Regions from separate parts of the Nomascus leucogenys genome. Here region 2 is linked to region 1. A link is a contact called in public Hi-C data. All regions are on one chromosome and are shown on one strand. Each heading gives the region's core, a stretch centred on a gene start, on an enhancer-like site or on the middle of the called end of the contact. The rest is flanking DNA. Distances are from core to core; before and after follow the strand shown. Region 1 overlaps PLAT (tissue-type plasminogen activator). Region 2 holds the start of DKK4 (dickkopf-related protein 4).

Evidence for each region. A called contact is a pair of places that touch in the nucleus more often than the background predicts.
Region 2: a Hi-C map of an unstated tissue shows a contact between it and region 1, with 3 times the contacts expected there. The contact joins the promoter of DKK4 here to the enhancer-like site in region 1. A contact is called at or near these places in 3 of 4 Hi-C or Micro-C datasets (a lymphoblastoid cell line and an unstated tissue).

Annotation. Positions count from the first base shown.
Region 1 is chr8:46,839,490-46,842,093 of Asia_NLE_v1, forward strand. It overlaps PLAT (tissue-type plasminogen activator), which reads right to left. Exons shown (of 14, transcript XM_003269631.3): 14 at 1-55. Among named protein-coding and RNA genes, the nearest start is that of AP3M2, 25 kb to the left of the region's middle. Within about 2 kb of position 1,317, the one cell type or tissue checked has an H3K27ac peak away from gene starts, as active enhancers do. A contact at or near this core is called in a lymphoblastoid cell line, where this site is marked.
Region 2 is chr8:47,050,598-47,053,201 of Asia_NLE_v1, forward strand. It overlaps DKK4 (dickkopf-related protein 4), which reads right to left and starts at 1,309. Exons shown (of 4, transcript XM_003269640.3): 1 at 727-1,309. The coding sequence starts at 837.

The sequences.
Region 1 (2,604 bases), core at 67-2,566:
CCACCAAAGTCATGCGGCCATCGTTCAGACACACCAGGGGGCCTCCTGAATCGCCCTGCAAAGGAGATAGCAGGTTTGGCATTTGCAAAAAAAAGCAGACTATCTGGAGAAAGTCAGTATGTGCAGCATGAACACTGTAACCTTCAAAATACAGCAGGCCCTTCAATAATATTCTATTCAATGTCATTTCATTATAACATTGATGAGGAAAACAAAAATCAATTCCTGTCTGGGGATACTGTCTGCCTGGGTTTTGTCCAGGTCCCCCGGTTTCCTTCCACATCCCAAAGCTTGCACATTAGGCCAACTGAGGATGTGTCTACGTGGGCCCAGTCTGAGTGAGTGTGGGTGTCAATGGCTCTGCAATAGGATGGTGGCGTCTGTCCAGGGCTGGTCCCGCCTGGCACCCTGAGCTGCCAGGTGGCTCTGGCCACCCCCACCTGAGACCCTGAACTGGAATAAGCAGGTTGGAAAATGAATACAAAGTGTTATAAAGTAAAAATCTGTCTAGTCTGTGATAAATACACGAATGAATGACGATAAACAGTGAGGTGCAGAGGCAGTCAGGGAGCCTGCCCTATTTGTGATTGTTTTTGAACTTCATGGTAGTAAGAGGTGTTCCTTACCATTTTTGCTTTGCAAACATTTATTCCCTGAATTAACCCACCACTATTATGACCACCATCACTCACTTATTCTCCAAAAGTTGGGTAAATAAATACCATGTTTGTTTTTATTAACCTTTCTTAAATGTATAGATCACATTTATTTCAATATTGAATGTTAGAAGTGTTTTGGATCTTTATTTAGAAGTTTGCTGATGTTTTTATGACTAGAAACATTGCCACAAGAACTTCAATCTTCTTTTTTTTTTTTGAGACGGAGTCTCACTCTGTCACCCACCCAGGCTGGAGTGCAGTGACGCAATCTCAGCTCACTGCAACCTCCACCTCCGGGGTTCAAGCAATTCTCGTGCTTACGGGCACGCACCACCACACCTGGCTAATTTTTGTGTTTTTAGTAGAGACAGGGTTTCACCATGTTGGCTAGGCTGGTCTCAAACTGCTGGTCTCGAACTCCTGACCTCAGGTGATCCGCCTGCCTCAGCCTCTCAAAGTGCTGGGATTATAGGCATGAGCCCTGCACCTGACCAACTCTTGTTTATATCAATTAGCTGATGGTACAATTGGTTTTGGAATTAGCTGATGGTACAATTGGTTTTGGAATTAGCTGATGATGGTACAGTTGGTTTTGTTATGCGTCATTTCACCTACAGTTGCAGTTTATAAGAACCTATTTTTTCCAGGCATGCTGTTAAGTGGAGACTTACTGAAGAGTGGGTAAATTGTATCTCAGTTATCTTGGTCCTCTGGAGGATTAGGCTGTATCTATTCTGGTAAAGTACAGTTAATTACTCAAACGTTTCAGGCCTCAAAAACCCTAGCTTGGCTCCACCACTTACTAGCTGATGGCCTTAGACTAATCATGCTTCGGTTTTCTTATCTGTACCACAGAGATAATATTCATACTACCCGAAGAGTGGTTACGGCATTCAGCAGAAGAATGCATGAAAAGCACTGGAAGACATCTAGTAAAACTCTTGGTAATTGTTAGCTGTTCTTATATTGAATTACAATGATTTGGTTTTGCTTTTAACTAAGCTTGCAGATAGACAATGGTTTCACTTTGGTACAACCTTTTTGTTTTTGGACTGTAAGTTGGTACAGCTGAGGTTTCTGAAGAAACCATTCAAAAAGAAACTAAATACTGTCATGGAATCAGAGGGGAAACCGCTGATATGACTGCCTTACAAAAACAAAGCCCACACATCCTTCAGCACCAGAGCCTGGCCTCACTTCTCTTTGTATCTCTTCTACCCCCAGCACCTAAAGGAGAGCTTGGCACGCTGCAGGCACTGAAATGTCTGAGGAAGATCAATTCCTTGGCTCTGTGTAGGTCTTAATACCAGCAGGCTGGCCTGTCCTCCCATACCCCAGTATCTGGCTAATCATGAAATATAAGTACTAATTCTGATAGGATGCCTACACAAAGGACCTCAAATAGTGTGCTTTCCCAGGGTATCAGGGCTGAATGTGAGTTTTGAAAACTTCTTTCTCATATCATCTAGATCCTGCTTCCCAGGAAGCTGCCTTTCTGCCTTCTCCTTCTACAAAGCAGACTCCAATTCTCTAGCACCAACAGAGGCAAACATTTCTTTTCTTTTTTTTTTTTTTCTTGAGATCGAGTTTCACTCTTGTTGCCCAGGCTGGAGTGCAGTGGTGCAATCTTGGCTCACTGCAACCTCTGCCTCCCGGGTTCAAGCAATTCTCCTGCCTCAGCCTCCCGAGTAGCTGGGATTACAGGCGTGTGCCACCATGCCAGGCTAATTTTGTATTTTTAGTAGAGATGGGGTTTCTCCATGTTGGTCAGGCTGGTCTCGAACTCCTTACCTCAGGTGAGCCTCCCGCCTCAGCCTCCCAAAGTGCTGGGATTACAGGCATGAGCCACCACACCAGGCTGTGGCAAACGTTTCTTAATTGTGTGGCTCTCTCCATCACTTCAATAGTCAATCAACTGCCTGGGCTGAAAGGAAATCCTGTACAG
Region 2 (2,604 bases), core at 59-2,558, 210 kb after region 1:
CATTCCTATTTGATTTTTTACTCTAGTGAATCACATTTAGCTTAGAGACCCTTCCCTAAGTGAACTGTCCTTTGATTTTCAATGGTGCCTCATTGACATAGAGAAAGAGATACCGAAGATCAATTGTTCTCATAGACAGCTGATGCTTTTACATAGACATGTAACGTAGGTATAGTATATATATGTAATAATATATAAGATATATAATAACATATACACATATATAAAGCGATTCCTAAAACAACTCTCTCTGTGAAGTTAGACGGTGACAAGGCAATGCATCATGGCCCTCTGTTTAAATTCTCATTCCCATGTTTGCTGGCTGTGTGAGCTTGGGTAAGCTCTTCGACATCTCTTGAGTTTTATTTCCTCATCTGGAATTAGGGGATGTTTCACCTATCTCAAATTGTGAGGAAGAGTACATGAGGTATTACATGTAAAAGCGCTGGCACATAGTAGAGCTTCCAAAGTGTTCGTTTATTCCCTGATTTATAGACAAACGTATGGCCAAATGATGTGAAAAGCCACTGTATTTATTTCATACATTTCATACGTTTCAGCTAAGGTCACCACTCCTACCAGGATGCCCTCCCAAATCCGAAACCAATTCAATTTACCTGCTAGGTAAGACATTTCACACATGAATCAGAATGACTTACTAAAGCCTAAACAGAACACCCCAGCTGCCAGCAGTCCCGTACCTCGCCCCCCGCCGAGCAGCCTTACCTTCCAGGCCCCATGCAGGTCGGCAGAGCTCCTGATGTTGTTGAAGTCCAGGACCAGAGCTCCCAGGGGAGAGCAGAGCCAGCTCAGCCCCAGTAGGATGGCCACCACCATCCTTCAATCCCCGGGCTCCTGGAGGGTCCCAGCACTGTGCGTCACCAAAGCGAGGCTGCTCTCCACCCAGAGCAGAGCTTCCACTAAGCTGGCAGCTCAGCACGTCGTCTGTCACTGCTTTTTCTGAAAGGGAAGCAAACCTTTGAGTAAGGTGCATGAAATTGGCTGAGCAAAGTCTGACCAGCAGGTTCCTCCTGAAACTATTTATAACCAGATGTACCTCCTCCCCGCTCTGTTCCTTTCTCCTGCCCCACACAGGCTTCAACAAATCCCTTCAAATCTGTTTGATCAATAGTTCAAAACAAGGACTCAATAGAAGGAGAGAAGAGGCAGGGCCATGCGGCTTCTCCTCCAGGGGTTGAATCCCTCTTAATTATTGCATATCAAAGTTAGTTCAAAGGGCCACAGCAGAGCAGGATGTCTGTATCAAAGGCAAACTCTGATAATCACCTGCATTTCCTACCTTCAGTAATCCTTTGGGGGTAGGGAGGGAGTCTGTCCTAAGATCTGTTTTCACAGCTAATTGTGCTCAAAGAAAGGATGAATCATACTGGCCAATATGCTATAGAGGATGCCAAAAACTAATGAGGTACAAAATACACTGAGAAGCTGTAAACTGGGCTTCAGATAGTGAGGACAGATAGAAAAAAGAGAAAACGCCCCCTGATTAGTTCTGGCATCCAGATGTCAAAATCCTAACCACTTAAAAGTTGTGAACGTAACAGCACCTGTTCTGACTAAATGCCATTTGGGAAATTACTTTCCTTTAAATGAAAATTGAACTGTTTGAAGTTGGAGTTATTAGGAAAATAATGTAAGTTATGAAAATCTCATTTTTCAATGGTGGGAACAATGATAGAAAGCCCATTTTACACAATTCAGTTCGAAGCTTTGGGTCCATTTTATCAGCAACATATTTAATTTGTGTTGCGTTATGTAAAACTCACTTAAGCAGAAGAAGGATCCAAGTCTCTGGCTGATTTCAGATGAAATTTCATGTATTTCCAATTTTCCTAATATGAATTTTTTAAAACTTCTGCTTCATCCCTTTCCTGTCTGATTTTTTTCCATTTGGACTATTAGGTAATTTAGACATGTGCTTATCACTGTCTTAAATACTTTAAGGGTAGAACAATCTAGATCTGGGTCAAAAAATCATTTTTTCTCTTCATTGTTTCATTGCTCTTAGCATAGAGTCATCTGAAAATGCATTTTTTTCTATGCCATAAATGATAATCTTATTATTTACTACATTTTCCTGCAGAACAACCTAACATCAATTCATTGACATGAATCTTGGCATTCTGTGCATGGGAACATTCTCAATGTTGAGTAATGCAGTGCCATTCCGAAGGTGATGCAGGTGATTCGAGCCTTCCCACTACCTGGCTCTTGTCCTTGGGTTGGTGTTGCTTGTCTACCTCTCGTATGGAAGTTACTTATTTTAATCCCTTAAACTGACAACATCAAACACCCTTTGATAGCATGATAACCCTGGTGACTAGGGGTGTTACAGAATCTATTTTGAAGTTGGACAATTATGACCAAGGATAAAGGAGAGAGCCCCAGGGTTCTGTCTCTGCTAGGTTTCTCTGCTTCCTGCTGCCTCACTGTAAGGGAATTTCAGGTTACCAAAGGCCCCCGGCAACATACACAGGCGAAAGAACTGACGGGAACTCCTGTAACATGGCACAAACAGCCACTGAGCACTTAGAGCACTTAGCATGGAGCAGAGCCTCGGATTACATGTTAGGAATAAAATTTGAA